4 separate regions of the Sus scrofa genome follow, and regions 2, 3 and 4 are each linked to region 1. A link is a contact called in public Hi-C and targeted proximity ligation data. All regions are on one chromosome and are shown on one strand. The core of a region is the stretch at or near the end of the contact, and the rest is flanking DNA. Distances in the headings are between cores, read along the strand shown. Region 1 holds the start of STAU2 (double-stranded RNA-binding protein Staufen homolog 2). Region 2 has its middle 40 kb from the start of LY96. Region 3 holds the start of LY96 (lymphocyte antigen 96). Region 4 holds the start of ELOC (elongin-C).

The links. A called contact is a pair of places that touch in the nucleus more often than the background predicts.
Region 2: a contact with region 1 is called in a targeted proximity ligation map of alveolar macrophages. A contact is called at or near these places in 1 of 5 promoter capture datasets (liver), 20 of 47 Hi-C or Micro-C datasets (alveolar macrophages, blood, embryonic fibroblasts and 10 more) and 2 of 2 datasets of targeted methods (alveolar macrophages and skeletal muscle).
Region 3: a contact with region 1 is called in a targeted proximity ligation map of alveolar macrophages. A contact is called at or near these places in 5 of 47 Hi-C or Micro-C datasets (adipose tissue, liver, psoas muscle and 1 more) and 2 of 2 datasets of targeted methods (alveolar macrophages and skeletal muscle).
Region 4: a contact with region 1 is called in a Hi-C map of liver, with 2.8 times the contacts expected there. A contact is called at or near these places in 2 of 5 promoter capture datasets (fetal liver and liver), 10 of 47 Hi-C or Micro-C datasets (adipose tissue, embryonic fibroblasts, heart right ventricle and 3 more) and 2 of 2 datasets of targeted methods (alveolar macrophages and skeletal muscle).

The regions. Positions count from the first base shown.
Region 1 is chr4:62,134,766-62,141,874 of Sscrofa11.1, forward strand. STAU2 (double-stranded RNA-binding protein Staufen homolog 2) reads left to right here and starts at 4,691. Exons shown (of 14, transcript XM_021089210.1): 1 at 4,691-4,832.
Region 2 is chr4:61,907,080-61,914,188 of Sscrofa11.1, forward strand. No RefSeq gene overlaps it. Among named protein-coding and RNA genes, the nearest start is that of LY96, 40 kb to the right of the region's middle.
Region 3 is chr4:61,947,500-61,954,608 of Sscrofa11.1, forward strand. LY96 (lymphocyte antigen 96) reads right to left here and starts at 3,131. Exons shown (of 5, transcript NM_001104956.1): 1 at 2,928-3,131. The coding sequence starts at 3,039.
Region 4 is chr4:61,966,558-61,973,666 of Sscrofa11.1, forward strand. It overlaps ELOC (elongin-C), which reads left to right and starts at 4,546. Exons shown (of 4, transcript XM_001927321.6): 1 at 4,546-4,771.

The sequences.
Region 1 (7,109 bases), core at 3,441-5,940:
GGATCCCGCGTTTCTCTGGCTCTGGTTTAAGCCGGTGGCTACAGCTCCGATTCAATCCCTAGCCTGGGAACCTCCACATGCCTCGGGTGCAGTCCTAGGAAAGGCAAAAAGACAAAAAAAAAAAAAAGTTGATATTTGAGGATTCTGGATCTAATATGGGACATACGTTCTTGAGGATATAAAAAAAAAAATTGCTATATGTAGACCTGAATCTAATACAATGTTGTAAGTCAACTATATACCAATAAAATTTAAAAAAAAAAATCACTGTCTCTTCAGCTTTCCCTGGAAGTAAAACTAAATGCCAGGGATATATTTGTTATCTATCAATATATGTAAGTTACGGAAGTGGTAGAGTCCATATCTCCTTCCATCACATGTCCAATATTTATATTTCACTGAATCATCTAAGCCAGATTCTGTGCCAAATACCAAAATTCTGTCCATATCATGTTATTCTCTATAAAATTAGCAAACATTTTTCCACCAGTTTCAAGAAAATCATACTTGGAGTTCCTGTCGTGCCTCAGTAGTAATGAACCCGACTAGTATCCATGAGGTTGTAGGTTCGATCCCTGGCCTCCCTCCGTGGGTTAAGGATCCAAGTAGCCATGAGCTGTAGTGTAGGCCAGCAGCTGCAGCTCGGATTCTACCCCTAGCCGGGGAACATCCATATGCCATGGGTGTAGCCCTAAAAAGGCCAAAAAAAGAAAAAGAAAAAGAACCTTATACTCAGAGTTCCTGTCATGGCACAGAGGAAAAAAATCCGATTAGGAACCATGAGGTTGTGGGTTCCATCCCTGGCCTCACTCAGTGGGTTAAGGATCTGGCATTGCTGTGAGCTGTGGTGGAGGCCGGCAGCTGTAGTTCCAATTGGACCTCTGGCCTGGGAACCTCCATATGCCGTGGGTGTGGCCTTAAAAAAAAAAAGCAAAAAAAAAAAACCAAACCAAAAACTTAACAAGAATTGTGTAACTATTTCTTTTTGGGGGGAATGGAAGGAACTTGATTCTTCTTTTGTCTCCAACTTCTAATATTGCCTAATAAATTTGGTAAAAACAGCATTAGAGAACCAGCTGTTGTATCTAAATTAGCCAAAAAATCAGTAATTAGTTGGTAATATTTGATCAAAATATTTATTGAACAATATGTTTGATAAGACTTGAGAGAACTGCATACTTTCTCAAATAAAATTTTCTTTCCTTACTGTTAATAATTATGTTTGTAATTTATTTCTACTGCTTTTTAGTACAGTGTTTAGGCCACTGATAATCTACCTATTTTGACATCATTATTGTGGAAAACATACTGAGTTTCAAGGAATTAATTTATTAGTGAACAGGCAAAAACCTTGGAAATTTCCACAATGGTATTCTAATAGAGGTAAAGGATTGGGAAGTTTTTTTTTTTTTTTCTTTCATGTATTTATTTAGCCATTCATTTCTTTCTTTCTTTTTTTTTTTTTTTTTTTTTGTCTTTTTGCTATTTCTTGGGCTGCTCCTGCGGCATATGGAGGTTCCCAGGCTAGGGGTCGAATCGGAGCTGTAGCCACCGGCCTGCGCCAGAGCCACAGCAACGCGGGATCCGAGCCGCGTCTGCAACCTACACCACAGCTCACGGCAACGCCGGATCCTTAACCCACTGAGCAAGGCCAGGGACCGAACCCACAACCTCATGGTTCCTAGTCGGATTCGTTAACCACTGCGCCACGACGGGAACTCCTATCCATTCATTTCTAAGTTCCATGAGGACAAAGGCTTTGCCAATTATTTTCATTGCTATATATCCCTAGGCTGTGAATAGTACTTGGTAAATTGTAGGTACAGAGTAAATGTTTGTCCATTTCACTAATCCATTCATTCAGCCAGCATTTATTTTATTTTTTAAATTTTATTGAGGTATAGTTGATTTACAAAGTGTACTTCAGGTGTATAGCACAGTGATTCAGTTACACACACACACACACACACACATATGTACATATATATTCTTCTTCATGTTCTCTTCCTTTATAGGTTATTACAAAATATTGAGTATAGTTCCCTGTGCTAAACAGTAAGTCCTTGCTGGTCATCTATTTCTTATATATATATAGTAGTGTGTATATGTTAATCCCCAAATCTTAGTTTATTCCTCCCCCTGCCTTTTCCCTTTTGGTATGTTTGTTTTCTGTGTCTGTGAGTCTTTTTCTGTTTTGGAGTAAGTTCATTTGTATTTTCTTTCTTTTCTTATACTCCACATATCAGCAATATCATGTGATATTTATCTTCTTCTGTCTGGCTTCTTTCATTTAGTATGATAATCTCTAGGGCCAGTCACTCATTCAGCCAGTGTTTACTGTTCAGCACAGGCACTGTGCTAGATGCTGCAGAAGCAAAGATTCAGGAAGCCATTGTTCTTGTCTTCAAGGAGCTGATGGTATGTTGGAAGAAACAAATACTGTGTCGTGATAAAAACATGTTCAGGGGAGTTCCTGTTATGGCTCAGCAGGTTAAGAACCTGACATAGTATTTGTGAGGATGCGGATTTGATTCCTGGCCACGCTCACTGGTTTAAGGACCATGATGAGTTTGAAAGCATTATCCTTTTCTGATGGTTGAATATTTGACTGCAATGGTACCTGGTAAAGACACACTGATAAATTTGCTGCTTTGTTTTAATCAGCTTCCAATAGGACCAACACTCTTCAGATATCTATTATTTTTAACTCACACATAAACATTTCACTGTAAGGTCAAATCCCAAGATGTGTGGATTTCCATGTTACTCAGGTGATTTCATGCCCTGATGCTATCTACACACCTTGAGCCATTGAAAGTGCTGATTCATGCTTAAAAATAACTTTCTCTGTGATAATTATAGCTTTTTTTTTTTTTTTTTTGCTTTTGGCTGCAACTATCCTGGGCCAGGGATCGAACCTTTGCCACAGTGACTCAAGCTGGTACAGTGACAACGCAGGATCCTTAACCTGCTGAGCCCTGAGGAAACCCCCCATTATGGCTTCTAAAAACTCATTGTATTTGGGGTTTAAATGTAACATGCTCATAGTCTCCTTAACAAGTGGATAACCAAAGACTTAAATCAGTTTTAAGAAAAAGTTACAGTGGAGATAAAGTTTTCAATTAATTTTAATGACCCGAATTAGAGGGAATGACACTTCTGACCACTTCAGAGTCCTTTCTAAAAGCGTAAACTCATCCATTTATTCCAAAGGCATTTACTTCCACTTACTGGCTATTGGATGCTGGGACAACAAAGAGGAATGAGATACAGAGACTGGCCTTAAACAATGTACTGTTCGCCATGTGGAGTCAGGCTCAATAATAATCTGATACACCAACTAAGTCAGAGGAGAGAGTCAGAGGAAAAGTGTGGCTTGCTCAGAGGAATTAGAGAGGTGATTTTATTTATTTATTTTTTGGTCTTTTTAGGGCGGCACCTGCAGCATATGGAGGTTTCCAGTCCAGGGGTCCAATTGGAGCCGTAGCTGCTGGCCTACCCCACAGCCACAGCAATACCAGGTCCAGGCCCCCTCTTCGACCTATACCACAGCTCACCTCGACACCAGCTCCTTAACCCATGGAGAGAGGCCAGGGATCGAACCTGTGTCCTCATGGATGCTAGTCAGATTCATTTCTGCAGAGCCATGACCGGCACTTCAAGGAGGTGATTTTGGAATGATTTGAAGGATGATTTGCTCCTTGGGTGAGGAGAGGGTGGACTGCAGGGAGAGGAGGTAGCTGAGGAGAGGCACACAGGTGGGAGGCTTGTCCCTTGATACTGCAGGTGTATGGACTCATTCAAAACATTCAACAGGTATTTGAATGCAAGGCCTGAGCAGCTAGAAGTCCTTACTCAAGGACTAGAGCAGATTTAGGGAGGATGCACCAAGTTTGAAGGAACCAGCAGAGGTGAAAAGAGGGGAAGGAGCTAGGACAGAGTTCTAGGGGGAAAATGCAGCTGTAGCTATTATTTTACCAAGTACATGCCAGGCTCTGTTTAAAGGGCTGTATACATACTATCACAGTTAAATACATGTTATCACATGTTATCTCCCCTTGAACAAAAGAATAAACAGACTCATTGGGTAACTAACATGCCCATGGTCTCCTGGCTAGTAAGTGGATAACGTGGCCTGGTTATCTAATTCAGATGCCCTTGCTTTTAAGCACTAGCTACAGTGTCTTCCCAGCTGCTCAGGGACCTATGGTTTTAGGTGATGTCTGAAATCACAGGCCTAGTCCACACTGCTCAGGTGGAGAACTGACACTGGGAGGGAACCCTGGGAATAATAATGCAAATGGACAAGTGAAAATACAATAATAACCCTATTTCCAGACTTTATTGCCGGATTATTTATGGTGCAATTTATGGTGCAGTGGCCTGTTGAATTTCACTGGGCTTAACTGGGTTGAAGTTATCCGGACATCACTAACCCACATCAAAACCAGGACGAATCAAGAAGGAATTCGAGTTTTCTGGCACCCTTGGCTCAACAATCTAGGATCTAGGACACTGTTCTAAGGTGATCATCCTTATTGGTTCGAAGGATTTCTTTTTTATGTGACCACAGACGATTTCTTTTGTGGCTGAGGAGGTTGTCGGGCCACGCTGCGGCTCTTGGAGAGCAGGTGATTACCGATCACTAGTGTTTTCTGGGCGAGACAGTTGCGCCAACCCCCTCCCCTTCTCCCCCGCCCCCCTCCTCCTCGCAGTCGAGAAAGGTGCAGGATCCGCTAAACCGTGCAGCGCACAGCGGCGGCCAGAGCCGACGCGGGATGGTCGCGCGTCCCCAGCAGAGCAGAGAGGGCCAGCGACGGAGCCTGGGGAAGGTACGGGCGGGGGATCGGGGTTCTGACACTGCCTGGAAGGAGCAGTGGGTCAACTGGGTGGGGGAGACAGTTGCCGAGTGCAGGTGTGGGAGAGGCTGCCCCAGGCCCATCCTTTGCAGCCGAGGAGGCGGGCAGCTGGACTGGAGACCAGGAGCCTGGGGTCGGGGTGGGGTCCCCGGGCACTCGCTCGCCCTGCTTCCCAAAAGTCCCTGGGGACCGGCCCTGGCCCCGAGGCCGGCCTGCCGGCGCCACCACCGCAGCGCCCGTGGCGGCAGCTGCTGCGTCCGACTGCCGGCCGCCAGGGGGCGGGAGTGGCGCCGCGAACAATGGCCGCGCTCGGCCGCGCGCCGGCGAGTGGAGGAAGGAAGGGAGGGAGGGCGGGCGCCCGGTGCGCGGCCGCGGGGCGGGGGGGCGGGCCAGGGGCGCGCGCGCGCACACCGGGCGAGCTGGGGCGCGGGAGCGGCTGCGTCGGCGGGGGCGCGCGGCGCGGGCCCGGGAGGGCGCGGCGGGAGCGCCGGGGAGGCGGGCGGGCGGGCAGGCGGAGGCGGGGGGCGGGGAGCCCGAGGGGTGGAAGCCGGCGGCGGCGGCGGCGGCGGCGGCGGCCGAGTGGGGTCAGTTCTCTGTAGTGTTTGCCAATGTTGGAGCCGTCTGCAAAGTGTCCCTGGCGAGAAGGTAAATTCCCTGGAGGAGGGGTGCGTCCGGGAGACCCCGACATCCGCCCCGCTGGCGGAGGAGACAGAGGGCGCTGGGGAGCTTTGCAGGTTCGCGGCGCGCGGCGAACCCCGAGAAGAGCGGCCCCTTCGCGGCCTCCCCTCCCCCGCGCCTTCCCTCCCTCCGCGGGCTCGCTCCGGGCGGGAGGGGGAGGGAAGGAGGATGGCGGGGGCCGGGGAGCTGGGGAGGTAGCGAAAGAATTGGGGGGGGCGTGTGTGGAGGGGGTGGGTCGACACAGGTGTCTGGAGAGGAGGAGCCGGGAGGAAGGCGAAGAGGCCGGTGCGAACGTGGTGCGGTGGCGGGGGGGTGTGTGCCCCAGGGTAGTAGGGACCTGGGAAGGTGGGGTCTTGGGGGCGGGGGTGGGAACCGGGAAGGGGGGATAGCGGGGGTAGTGGCGGTGCGGGAGGGGGAAGGCTGGGGGGAGGTCCTTGCGGAGAGGAGGTTGGGAGGGGAAGGGAAACTGGGGGGGGGGGAGGCCCATCCTGGGAGGGTCTGCGGGGAATGGGCCTAGGGGCGCGGGAGCAGCGGCGGGGCGGGGGCGCGCCGGGGGGCGGCGGCGGTGGCTATTTCTGTAGAATGGGCAAGTGATGAAGACGTAACGCGCCGAAATGGGGAAGGTAGGTGGGGCCGAGGGGGACAAAATATATCCTATGACAGGCAAGTTCTGCCGTGGCTCCTACGAACTACTCCGGTGAGGGCTCTGCTTAAAGGGGTAGTTGGCAGTTGTGACCTTGCGGAGGTGAAGGGAGTCGGGCGAAGAGGCAGATCAGTTACAGACTCCACGGTGTAAGGACAGAGCCTCCAGTCCCTCCGGGGAGAGCCGCGTGGATTGTGTCGTGGGGGCTGTTCTGCAGAGGCAATTGAGACGCGACGCTGATATTCTTCGGGAGGGGGGCTGGGATAATGGCCTCGGGGTTCTGGAAGTCCCTGGAAATATGTGCAGAATTTTGCATTTGTGGATAATTTTCTTTGGAAAGGGGCCATACTTGGCGTGACACCCGCCCCCCCCCTTCCCTTTCCCTTTTAAGGTTTAGAACTACTTGAGTTGAGAAGGACCGTTCAATTAGAGGAAGGTACTATAGGATTTTCAAGTGGGTGGTTCCTGCAGAAAGCTCTTTTAAAGGTATTTCACTGTTCGCTGCAAACCTTTATTTTTAATGTTTGAGTTCACAATTTTGGCGAACTTTTGCCAAGTCTTACTGCTCTTCTGATGCATCCTTATGTTTTAAGAAAGCATGATGAACATTTGAAATCAAAATTGTGATGGGCAGGCAGGATAATAGTAACCTTGTAGGAGAAAAGATTGCAACATTGCTCCTGAAGGCTATTTCTTCTCCGTCCTTGATTTCTTAAGATGATTCACATACACTGTTGTGAATTGAGCTGCAGTGGGGAAAAAAAATCTCATTTAATAAAACATCAAAACCAAGACATTCTACATCTTGCTTGTTTTGTAATAGGGCAAGTTTTTCATTTTGTCTATATTTTACTGCAAACCAGAGATAACACATACCACTTGAATTGTAGATTTGCTGCATTTTGCAGCAGGCCTGTATTAAATTTGTG
Region 2 (7,109 bases), core at 3,397-5,896, 230 kb before region 1:
CTGACCTCACTCTGGTCTGACCAGCCAAGCATGGACCAGGAAGACGGAGCCCATAAAAGCCTTGTGAAATCCTTCTTCGGGGCTCAGACTCCAGGAAGCGATATCCTCTGAGCCCGCTGGCGTAATAAACCTGAGTTCTCCACCTCTCCGAGTGCTCGCTTGGTTTCTCGTGGGGTAAAAGAGCTGATCCACTGCAGCCACAGAGCTGCTGGAGCTGGTACGCTACAGCCACAGGGCTGTCACCAGAGGTGGTACACTGCGGCGCAGGGCTGCTGGGCAGCTGCTGTAACAAGGGGACAAACAGAGATTTCAGAGGCTGAATCCACACGCTGGGACACCTATCGGATGTAAGGAGTAAAGGAGAGGAAGGAGGGCAGCTGATGCTCACCCTTCTCTGGCTTGAGCTCCTGGCTGTCAGTGGCCCCATTCACTGAAATGGGGAATACAGACTAATGAGTTCCATTTTTTGTGCCTTTTTAGGGCTATACCCATGGCATACGAAAGTTCCCAGACTAGGGGTTGAATTGGAGTAACAGCTGCCAGCCTACACCACAGCCACGCAGGATCTGAGCCTTGTCTGCGACCTACACCACAGCTCACAGCAACGCTGGATCCTTAACCCATTGAGTGAGGCCAGAGATCAAAGCTGCATCCTCCTGAATACCAGTCTGGTTCGTTAAGGCTGAGTTCCCATGAGTTCCACTTTTGATGTACTGAGGTTGGGGGGCTGTGCAAGTGTTGTTTGGCAGATACAACAGTGTCTGTCCCGCAGGGTACTTTTAAACTTTTAAAATTAATCGCCAACATTTTGTGATTAAATTTTTTGCACAAAAAATTCAAATTTGTACTTTCTCTTGAAAAAAAAAATCAGCAGATCTGAATGCATCAGGCCAGTATTTTCATATGATAATGTTGGAGAGGAATACATTTTTCTCTACCATTCTTGGTTCTTCTGGCTGGTGTGAGTTAAATTGACGTGAGACAGATTAACAGGAGAAAAATCACACAGACGTTTAATAATGTGTATACCTGGGAGAAACGCAGGAAAACTGAGTAACTCGCCCAAATGGCTGAAACCTTCACCTTAAATACTATTTAGGATGTTGAGGGCACGGATTTGGGACCTCAGAAGGAAGGAAGGTACTTTAAATCTGAAAGCATGCTATTCTCATTATTGGTCACGGCAGTATCAGGGCTACTGGTGAACACTGAGGAAATAGAAGCCCTTCACTTCCTTTCCCTGGAATTATTGCTTCCTCTTTTGGCTTTCAGAATTATAATTGAATCTGACACAGGAAAATGTGTCTTCCGCACATCAGCCACAATCACATTTCTATTTAGAACGCCCCCCTTCTTTTCTCTAGGACCCACAATATCTTATAGGTCTTCGTGTTTTGTTTTTACTTTGGTTTGGGGGGGGTTGGTTTTTTTTTGCTTTTTTAGGGCTGCACCTGCATAGGGAGGTTCCTAGATGAGGGGTCAAATCAGAGCTACACCTGCCGGCCCACGCCACAGCTACAGCAATGCAGGATCCGAGCCACATCTGTGACCTACACCACAGCTCAGTGTGACACCGGATCCTTAACCCACATCCTCATGGATCCTAATCAGGTTCGTTAACTGCTGAGCCACGAAGGGAACTCCAGGTTTTAGGTATTTTTAAATGGCCATTGTTTACAGTATTGGTGGTGGTGAGGCTGATGTTTTAGTGATGGTAATGGTGCTATGATTTTTAATCTTTTTTTTTTTTTTTTTTTTTTTTACAGCCACAACTGCAGCATATGGAGGTCCCCAGACTAGAGGTCAAATTGGAGCTGCAGCTGCTGGCCTAGACCACAGCAACTTAGAATCCAAGCCACATCTGCAACCTACACCGCAGCTCATAACAACTCCCGGTCCTTAACCCACAGAGCCAGGGATCAAAGCTGCATCCTCATGGACACTATGTCAGGTTCTTAACCCACTGAGCCACAATGGGAATTCAGTAGTTTATACTTTTATAGTCTTATCTCTTAATATATGAAAAGTAAAACATTCGTGTCTAGTAGTGGGTGGTGTGGTCAGGTGATTATAGGCAAGTTGGCCATCATTCACAGCAAATCATGTGTGTTTGTTTTTCTTTTGGGGCCACCCCTGTGGCTTAGGAAGTTCCTGGGCTAAGGATCAAATCCGAATCAGAGCTGCAAACTACACAACAGCTGCAGCAATGCTGGATCCTTAACCCACTGCACCAGGCCAGGGATCGAACTGGTGCCTCCACAGAGACAAAAGAGATCATTAACCTTCTGTGCCACATCGGGAAGTCCCACAGCCAAGTCTTGATTAGACTTATTCAGTTATCAAGACTTATTCAGTTATCAATACAACGTCAGTCTTGACTGACTGCTGAAACTCAAGAATTATTTCCTTAAATAGCAATTTAAAATACCATCTCCAATGTGTGTGTTTTTTCCACACTATCAAGAAATTAAGGAGTTCCCCTTGTGGCTCAGTGGAAACGAACCTGACTAGCATCCATGAGGACACAGGCTTAATCCCTGGCCTCAATCAGTGGGTTAAGGATCCGGCGTTGCCATGAGCTGTGGTGTAGGTCACAGATATGGCCCAGACCCCATGTTGCTGTGACTGTGGTGCAGGCCCGCAGCCATAGCTCTGATTCGACCCCTAACCTGGGAACTTCCATATGCAGCACCTGAGGCAGGGAAGGAACGGGGAGGGGAAGGAGGAAGAAAGGAAGGAAAGAAAGAGGGGGGGAAGGACGGAAGGAAGGAAGGAATTATCAGAGAACAACCAGGTGTTCCACAAATTTAACTCAATTCTGACACTATCCACCTGGAGACAGTATCAGATTCTACAAGCTAATAGCCAAATATCGCCAGACTGCACCCACTCGAGAGGCCGGTCATGGGTCCAGCTTGCTTCTGACCAACTCACTATAAATCAGAAGTCCCCATAAGCTCCTCCTCCAGGTTTAATTTGCTAGAGAGGCGCACAGAAATCCGGGAACCAGTCTACTTACTAGATCACCGGTTTATTATGCAGGATAGTAAAAGACGTGGATGAACAGCCAGATGAAGAGAAGCATAAGGCGAGCTCCTCAGTGCAGAGCTTCTGGCCCCATGGAGTTTGGGTCACCAGGGTGCGGATGGGTTCTACTTCACCAACCTGGATGCTCTAGAAAGCCCTTCCTTTGGCATTTTTTATGGAGGCTTGATTACACAAGCATGATTGATCAAACCATTGGCCATTGGCCAGCCCAGAGATTCAACTTCTGCCCCCTCCACTCCCCAGAGGGGAGGGGGTGGGACTGAAAGTTCCCCCCCTCCAATCACATGGTTGATTCCCCTGGCAACCAACCCTCAACCTTAGGTCCTTCCTAAAGGAACCTCATTGACATAAGCTCAGGTGTGGTTAAAGGGGCTTGTTACCAATATTAAGATCTCTTTATTGCTCTTAACATTTAGGACATTCCAAGAGTTTCTGTGCCAGAAACAAGAGGAAAACCAAATAATAGATTTTGCATTATAAATCATATCACACCAAGCTTCCAGATTCTAAACAGAGAAAGTACCTTTTAACTCTTTGCTTCTCAACTCTTGTGGAAAGTTCAGGTTTGAGAATTAGCATTTAGGTAGAACTGTGTGAAAGCCCTAATTCAAGCATTAGAATTTACTCCTCATCAAGCAAATGCCTGAGATGCTGCCTAACTGGGATCTTATTGCTATGACTAAAAACTGCTGAGTTTTTGTTGTTGTGTGTTTGTTTGTTTGTTTGTTTGTTTTTAGGGCAGCATTCATGGTGTAGGGTATATGGAAGTTCCCAGGCTAGGGGTGGAATTGGAGCTGCAGCTTCTAGCCTATACCACAGCCACAGCAGGCCAGATCCAAGCCTCATCTGTGACCTACACAGCAGCTCACAGCAACGCCAGGTCCCTAACACACTGAGTGAGGCCAGGGATCGAACCTGCGTCCTCGTGGATACTAGTGGGATTCGTTACCGCTGACCTACAACAGGGAATTCCTAAAATCTGCTGTGTCAAGCTGTTAGTGTACATCAAAGGATATTGTTAGAATGAGTCATATCAAATCCCAAAGCAAGAAGTGAAATGTATGTAATCTCAAAAATCAAAAAATTTTAAACAGTGCAATAACTACTTTGCTTACCAGATTATCAAAATACAGCTTTTTAAATAGATAATGAATTAAGGCAACCACAAGTGGTTCAGTCTGGCTGGAGCGTCCACCATGAGACTGGAAATAGCAAGACGGAGCCAGAGATCCAATCTATTCATTTATGCATGAATATTCACTATATAATGAATACTTATTAAGGTCTTACTATATATCAGGCAAGGGGATAGATGAAGGGGATACAATGGTGAGCAAAAATAGATATGGTCCCTGCTCTTGTAGAGATTACCACTGTCTAGTGGGATGGATAGACATCAATCAAACGATGGCACTAATTAATGTGTCATTGGATCCTGGGTTGAGTGTTGTGCCAAAGAGACCACTAGGTGTCCCCATATCCATTCGCTCTGGCAGCCAAAGCAAAGGCTACTTTTCCCAGCTCCTTTACAGCTAGGTGTGGCCACCTCATGACCCAGTTCTCAGTGAGAAGCGAGCAAAAGTAATCATTGCAACTCCTGAGTCATGCACTTAAAAGGAGTGAGAATGCTTCCCCTTTTCTTCCCTTCCACCTGCTGGAATGGGGAATGGTGGTGAATCATCTTAGAGCAGGCTGGCCGGCAACATCCTAGAGATGTCAACACAACAAGAGAGAAGGATCCGGAGCTCCCGACATCACAGAGCCTCCAGACAAGTCCTGGGCTACTTAGGCACACACTTCATTGTGAGTAAAAAATAAACTTCTGTCATATTAAGATCACCAGTGTCTCTGCAGCTAATACGTGTTTTAAACAGAAGAGTGTTCTCCGAGGAGACACAGGAGAGGGTCATGACTTATGCAGGGAGGGAGGAGGGCTCAGTTGAAGAATTGAGGTGAGAGCTTGCATTGAGGCATGGGCGAATTTAACCAGGCTGGAGAATGGGGCGGAGTGAGTAGGAGTGGCCTAGGGAGGCTAAAAAAACTGAAAGAAGACTACTGTAGCTGTTGAGCCTAGAAGAATATATAAAAATAATGATGGGGAGTTCCCGCCATGGTGCTATGGGTTAAGAACCTGACTATAGCAGCTCAGTTGCCAAAGAGGAAGTAGTTTAATCCTTGGCCAGGTGCAGTGGGTTAACAGATCTGGCATTGCCGCAGCTGCGATGTAGACTGCACCTGTGACTTGGATTCAATCCCTGGCCCAGGGTTGGGATTGAATTTTATGGCCGCAAATACAGCCATAAAATTAAAAAAAAAAAAAAAAAAAAAAAAAAAAGAATGATGGAAGTTGACACTGGATTTCAAGGGTATGAAAGCTGTATCAGAGATGTGGATCTTTAGCCTAAGAATATCAGGAAGCCATTAAAATGTTCTAAGCAGGAGCATAAAATGGTCAGATTTGTATTTCAAACATACTGCTTCAATTGGGATTAGGGTTAGGCTTGGTGTTTGGATTATATTGAATAGTCGAGAAAGAAACTGAACCCTGAGCTGGACCCTCTGGGATCCTCCTAGGAGCAAGCCTTTCCGTGTCCTCTGTTCCTTGTGTGTAGGAAATAGGCTTCCTTCAGGCTCCTTGACCTTCCCTGAGTTCCAAAGAGCAGATTCAAAGAGTTGCTAATCAGGGAAGGGAGGGGAGGCAGAGACCAGGGAGGAGCACTCAAGAGACAGGAGTGCAGGAATTCCCTGGTGGCCTGGTGGTTAGGGATCCAGCATTGTCACTGCTGTGGCTCAGGTCACTGCCATGGCAAGGATTCCATCCCTGGCTGGAGAATTTCCAGTAGTGCAGCCTTGGGGCAGGGTCCCAGTTCCTCCTCAAGGAATATACATAACAATACCTTTGAGTTCTTCTGCAGGAACTGAAGCTCCCACCCAGGTGGAGGATGGCAACTCTAGAACAAGATTCCTGGAGCACCGCCCTGTTACCTTAGCACCAACCAATCAGAAGGAAGCCACACATCAGGCAGCCCTCACCCCAAATTTTCCCTATAAATACCTTCCCCACAGCCATCAGGGAGTTCAGGGGTTTTGAGCACAAGCCACCCACTCTCCTTGCTTGGCCTCGCAATGACCCTTTCTCTGCCCCAAACTTCAACACATCTGATTGTTTGGCCTCCCTGTGCATGAGGTTCATGGACCTGTGTTTGGTAACAGAATGGTGGTAATTTTGCCTATGTTGTAGCCCCAGTGAGCGTTTCTTTAGAAAAGGAACTATCCAGTGAAGAAAGTAGAAAACAGTAACTATCCAATGAAGAAACTAGAAAACAGTAACTACACTTCTTTCTCTTCTTTTTTTTTTTTTTTCTTTTTGAGGCAAGCACTGTTATTTTTTTCCATTTTAGGGAGGAGCTATTGGCTAAGACCATACACTCCCAAACACCCACTAGTGCTTATATATTGTGGCTTAAACTAAATCTAGATGTATTAGTTGTAATTTACCCTTGTCTTCTTTACAAGGCTAAAGAGGCATGGCCAAGCCTACCCCTCACACTGTGCTTCTTGCCCCATGACTTATGAATGAGCAAGAGGCTGACCAGGAGCATTTCTCCAGCAGAAACAGGTAGAAAGACCCAGCATAGAGTGACTGAAGGATGGAAGAAGATCTCAAAGGGTCAAATTGCTTGTCTCATGTTGAAAGTTGGGCAAAAGCATAGTGCGCGGTAACACAATCTTTGTGCAAAGGACACAAGAGAAAAGCTATTCTGCTACCCGAGTCTGGTAACAGAGGACTGGTGCATCAATTCTGCCAGTACTGGTCAAATCTGGCTTTGCATCTTGGCTCAGCCACTAACTGACTTATGCCTCAGTTTCCATATAGCTGATGGAGTTCCCATGGTGGCTCAATGGTTAACGAATCTGACTAGGAACCATGAGTTTGACGGTTCAATCCCTGGCCTCGCTCAGTGGGTTAAGGATTCAGCGTTGCCATGAACTGTGGTGTAGATCGCAGATGGGGCTCGGATCTGGCATTGCTGTGGCTCTGGTGTAGACTGGCAGCAACA
Region 3 (7,109 bases), core at 1,881-4,380, 190 kb before region 1:
CCTTGCTAAATGTCACCTTCTCAGAGAGGGCTTCCTTGACCATCCTGGTTTTTTGTTTAGGGCCACAGATGCAGCATATGGAAGTTCCCAGGAAACCAAACCAGCTTGATCTTGGACCTCCAGCCTCCAGAACGATGAGAAATAAATTCCTATTGTTTAAGTCGCCTAGTCTGTAGTGTTTTGTTATGGCAGCCCTAGCACATGACTGTTCTGTATGTGCCCGGTAGCCTGTCCAAATGGAAATCATCCTCACAGAAAGGACTGGAGCACCAACATCCTGACAGTAATATGGAGAGGAGTCAATGCTTCCCCACATGGTGTGTTTCCATCTCAGCCAGGATGGGTTTTATTTTACTTTATTTTGTTGTTTAGGGACACATCCACGACACATAGATGACCAGGCTAGGGGTCAAATTGGAGCTGCAGCTGCCAGTCACAGCTAGAGCCACAGCAATGCCAGATCCAAGCCATGACTTTGAACTACACCACAGCTCACGGCTGCTGGATCCTTAACCCACTGAGCAAGGCCAGGGATCAAACCCACATCCTCATGGATACTAGTTGGGTTCATAACTGCTGAGCCACAAAGGAAACCCCCAGGATGGATTCTTGAAGGCAGGGAAGGGATGCCTTGGCGGGGGGTGGGGGTAGGGGGGTGGATGGCAGCAAACAGAGTCTCGCTGTAGCTCTGCACCCTACTTGCTCCCCATGGTCCCTACATCCATGGAGCAGCTGGAAAGGACCACAGAATTTCTCAGCATTTCAGAGAAACAAGTAAGATCCCTCCTCAATGATCATATCAAAAGACAAATTGGATTACTGTTACTAGAAGATTAAAAGCTAAATAATAATAGGGAGTGTTATATAAGTCAAAGCCAGAGGAGACACAGCACAGGGAAGGTGTGTGGGGAAAAAGACCTAGGGCAGGAGAGAAGAGGGCCAAGGGCACCAGAGCCTGGAAACGGGGAAAGGAACCTGACGTTGGGGATGGAGAATCCTCAGGGGTAAGCTGAGAGGGAATTCAGCACAACCACATACAGGAAAAAGCCACCAGCACGAGTCTGGCCATACACCTAAGTCTTGTTTCACATCTGGCAGTTACCCTACTTTCCCGGAAGTAACTTCATATTAACATTTGCCACAGTTTGCAGGACTGTAAACACACACTCAAAAAATAAAATGAAATAAAACAGGAGCTCCCTTCATGGCTCAGGGGAAACAAATCTGACTCGCATCCATGAGGACCCAGGTTCGATCCCTGGCCTCACAGAGTGGGTTAAGTGCCATGAGCTGTGGTGTAGGTCGCAGATGCAGCTGTGCGTAGGACAGCGGCTACAGCTCCAATTCGACCCCTAGCCTGGGAACCTCCATATGTCACGGGTGCAGACCTAAAAAGACAAAAATAAATAAGTGAGTAAATAAATAAATAAATAAATAAATAAATAAATCTGAAAATTGGGAGATGAAATGGGTTTCTTTATCACAGAACTTCTCAGAACACAAAGTACATTTGTAAATCTCCCCCAAACGATTAGACCATAAATCCTTGTTCCCCAGAGAGTCTCAAAGAACTAGTATTTTCCAAAGGATTCCATTAAACCTTCTTGATATCACTAGTGGATAGAAAAGACCAACCAATCCATGGAGAGCACCAAACCAAACAGGCAACCCCCAAGCAAATATTTGTAGAGAAAGAGGGCAACACAAAACAAGACAAAAGAAAATAATAGTGATCCAACCAGTTAATAGCATTAGAATGTGGCTGATTTTTCTTTTTTTTTTTTTTGGCTGCATGCAAGGCATGTGGAAGTTCCCAGGCCAGGGATCAAACTCATGTCACAGCAGTCACTCAAGCCACTGCAGTGACAAACCAGGATCCTAAACTCATTGCACCAAAGGGAAGTCTTGATTTTTTTAAAAATTTATTTTATTTTATTTATTTACTTATTTATTTATTTATTTATTGTCTTTTTGCCATTTCTTGGGCCGCTCCTGCAGCATATGGAGGTTCCCAGGCTAGGAGTCCAATCGGAGCTGTAGCTGCCAGCCTAAGCCAGAGCCACTGCAGCGCAGTATCCGATCTGCGTCTGCGAACTACACCACAGCTCACGGCAACACCGGATCGTTAACCCACTGAGCAAGGGCAGGGATTGAACCCGCAACCTCATGGTTCCTAGTCAGATTCGTCAATCACCGTGCCACAACGGGAACTCCGATTTTTTTTTTTTTTAAATAATCAGTATTAGTATTTCTATGTGGCTCTGTGCCACATAGAGAGAAAAATCTGCTTCAAAACAATCCACATAAAAAAGGTTCAGAAACCACTTTCAGGAGTTCCCGTCTTGGCTCAGCAGAAATGAATCTGACTAGTATCCACTAGGACACAGATTTGATCCCTGGCCTCGCTCAGTGGTTAAGGATCTAACTGACAGAATCAGGCTTACATCTAATCAGGGAGGCAATTCCAAGAGTCTTCAAAAACCACAGGCTGAAACACTTACAGAGCCCCTGTTACATGCCCAACATTGTGCTGGGAAAAAAACCCAAAAACCAAAAAACAAACAAACAAAAAAACACAGCCCGGAGCAATAATCAATTCTGGGAAGCAGCTAGGACCCTTCTACCTTCTCAAGAAGAACCAGTCAGCCTTACAGCTGAGGCAAAATGAGTCCGAAGCAGGCAGTTCTAGCAAAACTGCAAAGAATCTGAAACAGACGCACTTGGAGGTCAAGTACAACGAAGTTCAGACTCGTGAGGTCTGTAAAGGATCAAGAAAATCCACCCGGGGCAGTAACTAGACATCATTTTTGCTGCCAGCAGCTGGTACAGGCAGTCATTTCCTGTGTCCCGCCCAGCAACAGCAGAAGGTTTTTGTGAAAACGTACCCTGAAAACAGTTGTTCGTCCCTGCTTTGCCCTTTTACTTACCACAGTAGTTGTACCAAAGACTTGCATCAGAGGAATTGCAGATCCACATTTTCTCCCTAGGTTCAGTAAATATGGAAGAAAACAAGGTGGAAAACAGCATAAATGGAAACATGCTTCAATATCTCCAAAATGTTAAAAATGTAAGGAGAATCAGTAACTAATCATCAGACTCTTCCCTTTTAATAAGCAGAAAAGATTTAACTTAGTCATCAGTCACATGATTTCTGAGTCGCTACCCGACTGTTCCTCTTTTGAGTGTGTGTGCATGTGTGTGTTGAATATTTGAGCACTTCCTGCAAGAGGAGAGGAAAATGATTTGTAATGTACTCTTCAAACACGTGATACAAAGGCGAGCACAGCGCTTTAAAAACAAAACCAGGTACTTCCCAGTCACTACTAACAAAACCAGTCTGTGGGTCTTTTTTAGAAGCTTAAAAAACCAGCATGCCCTGCAGCAGCTTGGATGGACCTAGAGAAATCATAAGATATCAGTTATATGTGGAATCTCATTTTTAAAATGATACAAATGAACCTATTTACAAAAAAGAAACAGATTTCAAAAATCAATTTATGGTTACCAAAGGGGAAATGTGGGTGGGAGGGGGATAAATTAGGAGTTTGGGATTAACAGATACACACTACTATATTCAAAATAGATAACCAACAAGGACCTACTGCATAGCTCAGGAAACTCTACTCACTATCCTGTAATAAGCTATATGGGAGAAAGAATGAATATATCCATATATATAACTAAATCACTTTGCTATACCCCTGAAACTAACACAACATTGTAAAACAACTATATTCCAAAAAAAAATCCCCAAAAACATTAGCACTCTTTATCCCTCTGCATTGCTGTTCTCTCCCACAAGTTTTTTTTGTTTGTTTGTTTTTTCGTCTGTTTAGGATTGCACCTACAGTGTATGGAAGTTCCCAGGCTAGGGGTCAAATCAGAGCTGCAGTTGCCAACCTATGCCACAGCCACAGCCAACACCAGATCTCAGCCGAGTCTGCAACCTACACCACAGCTCGTGGCAACACTGGATCCTTAACTCACTGAGCAGGGCCAGGGATCAAACTTGTATCCTCATGGATACGAGTTGGGTTCATTACCACTGAGCCACAACGGGAACTTTCTCTTCCACAAGTTTGTTATACAACAATTCTCTGGACCCAGAGAGCAGGACCTGTAGATCTGAACTGAACAGTCTCATGCTGTTTCTGCTCAGAGAAAGTTTCAGCCAAAGGATGGAGCTCAGCTGGAGGAGACTCTAAGCACAGGACACTAGCTGTGGTTCTGTAATTGCGGGCAGGGGTCCCACCAGGCGTGAGATTCACTCACTTTAGCAAACTACAGGTCCAGGGGCTACTTTGAGCTCTAGTAATGAAATGGTCATTATTTTGTGAGTGGAAATATTTCACTGTTATTTCACTCTGTTCTAGAAAAACAGATAGCCCTTTAGATGCTTTGCTACCTGAAATCCTTTATAGGACGAGGTTTGGGATTTGTAGCCAAAAATGGCATGGAGTTCAAGCTCTAAACATCTACAAGTTTAGAGGAAAATAATATTTGTAAAAGGTTTGACTGAAGATCTGTACTACTTCACCATTTTTTTAAAAGGTGAAAATCTATCAGGGGGTGGGAGAATCTGGGGAAATGGGGGGTTTCTCGATGGGAGTGAGTTTCAGCAAAATGAAAAACTTTTAGAGAGCTGTTGCATACCAATGTAAATATAATTAACAGTCCCGAACTGTACATTTGGTTAAGATGGTAAATTTTATGTTATATATTTTTACCACAATTTAAAAAAATATTTTAGGAGAGTTCTTGATGTGGCTCAACAAGTTACGAACTAGACCAGTATCCATGAGAACGCAAGTTCAATCCCTGGCCTCCTTCAGTGAGTTACGGATCCAGTGTTGCCTGAGCTGTGGTCTAGGTTGCAGGTACAGCTTGGACCCCATGTTGCTGTGGCTGTGGGGTAGGCCGGCAGCTGCAGCTTATATTAGGCCACTAGCCTGGGAACTTCCACAGGTACGGCCTTAAAAATATATATATATATATATATATATATATATATATATATATATATATTTAGGAGTGACTGCTGTGGCCCAGTGGTTTAAGAATCTGATGCAACAACAACAACGACCAAAAGACAAAAAAAAAAAAAAAAGAAAAAAAAAGAAAAGGAGTTCCCGTCGTGGCGCAGTGGTTAACGAATCCGACTAGGAACCATGAGGTTGAGGGTTTGGTCCCTGCCCTTGCTCAGTGGGTTAACGATCCAGCGTTGCCGTGAGCTGTGGTGTAGGTTGCAGACGCGGCTCGGATCCTGCGTTGCTGTGGCTCTGGCGTAGGCCGGTGGCTACAGCTCCGATCCAACCCCTAGCCTGGGAATCTCCATATGCCGCGGGAGCGGCCCAAGAAATAGCAACAACAACAACAACGACCAAAAGACAAAAAAAAAAAAAGAATCTGATGCAACAGTTTGGGTCACTGCAGAGGTGTGGATTTAATTCCCAGACCAGTGCTTTGGGTTAAAAGATCCAGCCTTGCCACAGCTGTAGCACAGATTACAGCTGTAGCTCAAATTCAATCCCTTCCATATGGGGGACTTCCATATGCTGTGGGTGTAGCCATTATATATATATATATATATATATATATATATATATATATATTACGGCAAAAAAAAGAGGAAAACTCCATGAGTGCTCCTAGTAGTCTCAAAATACCAATTCTCACTAAAAGGAGCAAAGACTCTAGAGAAATTGCTGCTTCCAGGTTGGAGGCAGAAAAGATGAGCCTAGAACATCTGCTCACATTGAATTACCAATCTGAAGACAGTCCCATTGACCAAAGGTGGGTTTCCTACTGCTGCTTTAACAGATAACCACAAACTTAGTGCCTTAAGACAATACAAATGTAAGATACAGTTCTGGAGGTCAGAAATCTGAAATCAGTTTCAATGGGCTAAAATCAAGCACAGCTGGGTTTTCCAGAGACTCTAGGGGAAGAATCCATTGCCCTTTTCATTCCTTTATCTTCAAGGTCCAGCACTCCAATCTCTGCTTCCATTATCACACCCTCTCCTCTGATCTCCTGCCTCCCTCTTATAAGGATCCTGTGATTACACTGGAACCATTTAGATAATACAGAATAATCTCCCTCTAATTCAAGATCTGCCTGTAAAATCCCTTTTGCCATTTAATGTGACATTCACAGATTTCAGACATGAACATTCCAGGAAACCATTATTCAGCCTACACGTAGACTATTCTGAACATTTATAAGAGAGTAACTGCAATGAATTGAAATACATCAAATATATTCCAATCCATGAGCTGATATTTTTTTTAACTTGAAGGAGCCTAGGTTTATTTTTTTTACTCAATGAATTTTATTACACTGATAGTTGTACAACAATCATCACAACCCAGTTTTATTCATAGTATTTTTAAAGTCTAATCATCAGATAACGCTAGGAAACCAACTCTGTTTTGAAAACTGTTAAAGGGAAAGAATCAAGCATTCATCACGACTTTTCTATAGAAACTGAACTAGTGGTAACCAAATAGTACTAGTAAAGTTCCCCTTGCCTTCCTGTACTCTTTTCTCTACTTTTGGAAATATTTCGACTAATATATGAAAAAAGAATAATAGAACATAACCATTTTTTTGTTGTTGTCTTTTGTCTTTTTAGGGCCGCACCTGCGGCATATGGAGGTTCCCAGGCTAGGGGTCCATTCAGAGCCGTAGCTGCCGGCCTACACCACAGCCACAGCAATGCAGGATCCGAGCCACGTTTGCGACCTACACCCCAGCGCATGGCAACGCCGGATCCTTAACCCACTGAGCGAGGCCAGGGATCGAACCCGCAACCTCATGGTTCCTAGTCGGATTCGTTTCTGCTTCGCCACAACAGGAACTCCAGACATAGCCATTTTTCAATACCTAATGAATTAGTGGACTGAGATGCTAACAACAGTTGCTAACATCATAAAGTGAGACAGGTGCTTCTTGATGGATGAACACTGGAGTAGCCGCCCTCTAGGGTGACTTTCAATGGTCCTTACTTCTTGGTATACAAATCCCTGCATAGTGCCTTCCAAAATCGAATAAAGGTCACTGTGTCACTAAGAAAATATTGCAAATGACAAAATGAAATTTCCAAGGTA
Region 4 (7,109 bases), core at 3,296-5,795, 170 kb before region 1:
AGTGAAGGAAACACCTAAAAATAAGCTAAAATATAATGCTGTAATATAATTAAAATATACCAATTCAAAATGCTGCAGAAGCCCAAAAGATAAAATGATTAAGTTGGCCTCAACGTCCAAAGGCTTCAGGTTCAGCTGAATCTTGAGAGATGAGCATCCAGCTTGTAAATACAGTTTACTATTACTGATTACTATTTAAGAACAGTTTTTGACTCAAAATATTATTTGCATAGGAGAGAAACAAATAGTCCAAAATAATATCAACTTTGCAAATCTAAATCCTGTTTTTTTCTTAGTATCCAGAAGGGTAAAATTACACCACTTCTTTATGGATAACTTCTCTTTCAAGTTATCACCCTCTTACTTTTTAAAAATTCGTTTTAGTGTTACTCATGTTACAAACAACATCAATTATCCTTTACTGTATGGATATGAATTGAAATTGGTCTGTTCATATAAACGGGTTTTTTTTTTAATTAGTTTTAAAAAGATAAACAGGAGTTCCCGTTGTGGCTCAGCAGTAGCAAAACCTACTAGTAATCATGAGGATGCAGGTTTGATCTCTGGCCTTGCTCAGTGGGTTAAGGATCCAGCGTTGCCATGAGCTGTGGTGTAGGTCACAGACAAGGCTCAGACCCTGCTCAGATCCTGTGAAATAAATAAATAAATGTCAAAAAAATAAATAAATAAACTGAATTATGTTAAAATTGAGTTTATTTAAGCAAAAATTTATTTGAATCAGGCAACACCAAACTGGAAGTGATGAGGAGTACTCCATGGACAGATGCAAGGTTTTTGCAGAGAAGATGAACATGAATCGCAAGGAAATTATTTGACTAGTTATAGCTTATACTGTTGCATTATTTGAGAAAATCTAGTTGGCTCTTTGTGACTGGTTGTCCCTATCTTTGAGGCATTTGTAAGAATTGACTTTGAGAGTTCTGTTATAGCTCAGCGGTTAACGAACCCGACTAGTATCCATGAGGATGCGGGTTTGACCCCTGGCCTTGCTCAGTGGGTTAAGGATCTGGCGTTGCCATAAGCTGTGGTGTAGGTCAAGGATGCGGCTCAGATCCCACATTGCTGTGGCTGTGGCACAGGCTGGCAGCTACAGCTCCAATTCAACCCCTAGCCTGGGCACCTCCATGTGCCACAGGTGCAGCCCTAAAAAAAAAAAAAGAAGAAAGAAAAAAAAATACAAAAAGAATTGACTTTGGCTTAGGTTTCATTTGCTCACTAAACTATGAAGGCATCAGAGCCATCTCAGTCTAATGGCCTCGTATGAATACGCAAAAATATGCTATGAAAGCAATTTTTTTTTTGGGGGGTCTTTTCTAGGGCCGCTCCCGTGGCATATGGAGGTTCCCAGGCAGGGGTCTAATCGGGAGCCACGGCTCACGGCAACGCCGGATCCTTAACCCACTGAGCAAGGCCAGGGATCGAACCTAAAACCTCATGGTTCCTAGTTGGATTTGCTAACCACTGCGCCATGACAGGAACTCTGAAAGCCTGAATTTTTATCTTCTATTAAGCTTAGTTTCTTCCTACACAAACTGTAAGCAAATGAAAATAATAACATTTGGTCTACCTGTCAAGGTTACTAAATAGCTAAAATGAGATCATATTCTGAGAACTGTGCTATTGAATTACATGGAATTGTTACTCATGCTTATTAAATAATTTCCTAATTCTAGTAATTTAGAGACCTTTATTGAATAGAAACTATTGCATGGTATTTTGTAATGATACTAAGGTTGTTAGAAGCCTTCCTTGATTCCCCATTCACATCATCTGACAGGTTCCCTTGAAAAATAGAGGGTGGGCCCTAAAAAGAAAAAGAAAAAGAAAATAAAAATGGAGGGTGGGAGCTCCTGCTGTGGCCCACTGGGTTTAAAATCCAACTGCAACGGCTTGCATAGTTGCTTTGGAGGTGCAGGTTTGATCCCCTGCTCGCTGCAGTGGTTTTTAAGATCTGGCATTCCCACAGCTGCGGCATAGTTCACAGCTGTGTCTCAGATTCAATCCCTGGCCCAGGGACTTCCATATGCCTTGGGTGTGGCCATAAAAAAATACAATAAATAAAATAAAATAAAAATAAAAATGGAGGTTGATGACAGTTTCCTCGTAGCTCAGCAGGTTAAGGATCCTGTGTTGTCACTGCTGTGTCTCAGGTTTGAAACCTGGCCCAGAAACTTCTGCCAAAAAAAAGAAAAAATGGAGACTGGTGGAAAAATTGAGAATGGGTATCACTTCCAGAAACAGACCCACAGACATAGAAAAGAAACTTATGGTTACCAAAGGGGAAGGAGGAAAGGAGGGATAAATTAGGAGTTTAGGATTAACACATATACCCTACTATATAAAAAACAGGTAAACAACAGCGACCTACTCTATTGCACATGGAACTATATTCGAAATCCTGTAATAATCTACAATGGAAAAGAATGTGAAAAAGAATATATATACACACATAGCTGAATCACTCTGGTATACAACCCGAAACTAACACAACATTGTAAATCAACTATAATTAACAAGAGTTCCCACTGTGGCTAGCAGGTTAAGGATCCAGGCTTGTCTCTGCACTAGCCTGGCCCAGTGGGTTAAAGATGTGGTTGAAGCTGCAGTTTGGATTCCTTGGCCCAGGAATTTCCATAGCCTCAGGTATGGCCAAAATTTTTGGTCATAGCAAAAAAATCATCTAGACTACATTCTAACCCTAAATCTGGGATTAGCTAGCCTCAGTATCCTCACCTGGAAAATTCTATCATTAAGCAATTACTATAGAGATCTTTTAAGAAGGCAATAATGCAGAGAAGAAAAGGGGAAGTTATAAGGAGAGAAAACAACACTTCTGAATAAAGGAGTAAAGGTATAATTGAAAAAGAGCCCAAAGGAGTTCCCCTCGTGGTGCAGTGGAAATGAATCCGACTAGGAACCATGAGGTTGTGGCTTCACTCAGTGGGTTAAGGATTTGGTGTTGCCGTGAGCTGTGGTGTAGGTCACAGACGTGGCCCAGATCTGGTGTTGCTATGGCTGTGGCATAGGCTGGCAGGTGCAGCTCTGATTGGAACCCTAGCCTGAGAACCTCCACAGGCAGTGAGTGCAGCCTTAAAAAAAGACAAAAGACAAAAAAAAAAAGAAAAAAGAAAATGAGCCCACAGCCTCCTCTTCTCCCCACCAAACTCTATTCTGAGCTACTATCATAATCTAAAAAACTGTTTAATAATTTTTACAAAAGCTTTGAATACTTTTTATCTGCCCAATCAACTAAAAATGTCTTTCAGGCCCAAAGCGTTAATTGGGTCAATAAACTTTGGATTGCCTATATCTGTTTTCCTTTTGCGGACACTGTTACACAACAGTCCTAGTTGAGCAACTTGTAATGGTGAGAGTCTTGGCCCTACATTCCTTTCGTGCCACTGTCTGGTAAACAGAGGGTGAACTTTATTTAGCTGTTTCACCCTTCCTGGAAGGGTGCCTGAATTTCACCACGGGAAAGCAAGTAGAGACGGCTCTGACTTAAAGTGGTTCAACCTACGATTTTTCGACTTGATGATGGTATGAAAACTACACATACTTAGTAGGAACCACACATAGTTTTGAATTTTCATCTTTTCTTGGGTTACCCATATGCAGTATGATACTCTCTCCCTCCATGTTGAAGGTCCTAATCGGCCACCCAGTCAAGAGGGTAAAAAATACCTTTACAACCCTTCTGTTTTTCCTTTTCAGTACAATAATCAATAAATTACATGAGATAATCAACACTGTTATAAAAAAGCTTTGCATTAGATGATTTTTGCCTAACTGTAAATTAATGTAAGCATTCTAACCACGTTTTAAGGTAGGCTAGGCTGAACTATGTTGGGTATGTTAGGCCTGTTAAATGCATTTTCCACTTACAATATTTTCAACTTCCCATGGGTTTATCAAGACATAATCCCATCTGAAGTGGAGGTAAAATCTGTAAAGAGAATAGGCGAATGGGTGTTGAGGGGAGAGCGCACCGCCCAGAGAGCTCGAGGAAGGAGAAGCAGAGGGGGCGTGGAGTGACAAAGCTGGTGTCAGAGTAACTTCAGAATCCAGAAGCTGAGCACCCCGGTGGCTGGGAGGTGGACAGGGGGTGGGGGAAAGGCCCCAGAGCGGGGGTGGAGGGCGTGGTTAGTTTTCGGTAAACACTGAAAGATACCGGGAAGAGAGGAAATGAGGCCAGCGATTTCGCGAGCTGAGATGCTCTTCAACAAGCTCTACAACTTTTCAGAAAAGAGCGAAGCTGTTCCATAAAGAACACGTTCTTGTTAGGAAAGAAACTACACTCCCACTCTGCAACCTTTCCTCTAAAGGTAGTCTCCGACCTCCAGGCGCAGCCCCAATGAGAAGCTGGGACAACCTCCAAAATAACTAAGAGCAAAACTCAGCGTGAGGAACTACAAGTCCCAGGATGCAGTGCTGCCTCGGCCAATCACGACAGTACCCTCCAGGGAAACTACAAATCCCGAGATGCAGTGCTGCCTCAGGCCCCCCCCCTCCACCCTCCACCCCCCTCCCCTCTCCTCTCCCACCACCTTCTTGAGGATGCTCTAACCCTCCGCAATCAGATCGGGGTCGGTGCTGCATGCTGGGAATCAGAATACCCAGAATAGGATTGGTTGAGACTTGCCGAGGACCGCCGTCCTTCCAGGCTGGCCTGGGGGTGAAGGGAGGGGGCGCTGCACACTTCCTGTGGACGCCGGCAAGCGACGGACTCAGCGCGTCCCTGCCTCGCCAGGTACTAATCTCCCGCGCGTCGTAGAAAGCGTCCGTGACCCAGCGGAAGTGATTCCTCTAACTGCCCCGGAACCCACGGCGGCAGGCGGCTGGGGGTGGGGGGGTGGCCCTGGTGTAGGGGCTGTGGCGGTGCGCGGGGACCCGGTGCGGTGGCTGCGGTGGCTGCGGGGCTGACGAGTGAGTCTCGGGCTGGGGTGGGACCGGAGCTCCGGGTTCGCGTGGGGGACAAGGGAAGCTCGTACTGGGCTCGCTTGCAACCTCACTTCCCACCTCTTCCCATTTGGGCGGGGAAGGAACGGAAGCTCTTAACCTCCCCCTGGCGTCTTCAGCTCCTGGTTTGGGGGAGGGGAGAGGAGGGCGGCGGGACCTTTCCTGGCGCAGATCCGTGGGCTTGGAAAAGAGGGAAAAGGAGGGGCGGCGGCCGGCGAGACTGGGCCTCCTCGGGGTTGTGAGCGGGGAGGGTGGAGTGAGTAGCATGGCAGCCCTGTCGCTTTTCCTTTTTGCTTTCCCCGGGTGCACTCAAGATTTCGTCCTTTTCTTGGAGTCAGCTCCTAGTCACAGGAGAGGGTCCTTCACTCTTTGCAGCTGCGGGACCCGGAGAAGTTCATCTTTTGGGCAACTTGTCGGGTGATCTCAGCCTGACGTGGTGATTTGGGGCTGTCGTGCATCTGCCTCCCAGGCTCATCTGAAAGGCGGTATCTCGTGTAAAGTACAGTGGCCATTAAGTTACTCTGATGGAACTAGTTCGAGTTTTCAGTGCGAGCATTTCTACTCTGCATCGCCTTCAGTATAAGAAACAACCGAAATCCTTTTAGGGTTTTAAAACCTAATTTTCACACTGCCAAATTTGCTTTTTGATCCCCGACTAATTTCCTTTTTCGTTTAGCGGACTAAAATGATACATCTCTAATCTCGTTTATGTTATAAATGTAATATAATTCATAATACAATCCACGGTTCACACGTTGGTTCATTCATTGTGGAGACACAGTGGCAAGGAGACAACTATGGTTCCTTGTCACCTTGGTTATTAATTACTTATTGCCAGTGATAGTTTGGGATTCATGTTTAATTTTTAAATGACTGTTCTTTTTTCCGTTAAGTATGAGATAACATAGTAACTCTCTACCATTCCAAAATATACATGGATAAATTTATTTTAAATGGAGGATGCTGATTTCATTACCTTATGGTAATTCTGTAATGTAATTAGGCAATTGTTTGTAGTCAGAAGTTACAGTCAGTCCTATGTATCAGGTTCTAAAGTAATAGTTTTAAAATTTATTGAAGTATAGTTGATTTACGATGTGTTAATTTCTGCTCTACGGCAAAGTGATTCAGTTATAGTGTGCCTCTGCTAATCCCAAACTCCCAACCCCTCCACCTTGGCAACCGCAAGTCTGTTCTCTATGTCTGTGAGTCTGTTTAGTTCTAAAGTAATATTTATACTTTATAAATTGCTTGTTTGTGATTTTTTGGTAGATTTTTCAGTACTTGAAAATAATCTGGGAAATCTTTGTATTTACATTGATATGCATTAATGCATTTTAGCTAGCCCGTCCTAAATGTTTACTGTTTCATTATTAAATAAGATCAGAAAAAGCCCACCCAGTAATGCTTGAAATTTCAAGGCTTGGTGACTAAGAAAACAATAGTGCCATTCACTCAAATATTTACTGAGCATCTTATATGTGCTAGGCACTCTATGCGCCTACCCTCATGGAGCTTGAAGAAACAGGCTATATGTTAAGTAAGAAAATATTTAGTTTCAGGTGGCGTAAATGTGAAATGACTGTAGCAAGATTAGAGTTAGATTAAGTTAGAGTGACTAGGGTGGGGGTGTCGAATTCTGAAAGGGAGAGGGAGGGAGACCTACCTCTTTGAGGAGTTGATATTTTGCCCGGAGACCAAAATAATGAAGATCTGAAGGAAGAGCTTTTAAGAGAGCAGTAACCGCAAATGCCTAGACCTTAAGGGGGAATGAACCTAACCTATTAGAATACTTAGAAGGCCAGTGTGGCTAAAGCATAATGAAAGAAGAGTGATGGGAGATGAGATCAGAGTGGGTAGCAAAGACTAAATAAGATAGTTCTTGTTCTGTCCCGTAATGAGAAGCCATTAGAGGATTTTGTGCAAGGGAGTAACATTTGGTTTATGCTTTTGATGACTAGCTGCTGAGTGGCCAATTGACTGATTTGGAGGAAAGTGGAAAAACCAGCTCCTGAGGAACCTTGTAGTTCACTTGAGATGGTGGCTTGAACTAGAGCTGTAGAGTTGGAACTTAGTGAGACGTGGTCTGAGCTAGAATGTCATTTGAAGACTGAGCCAAATAGGTCTTC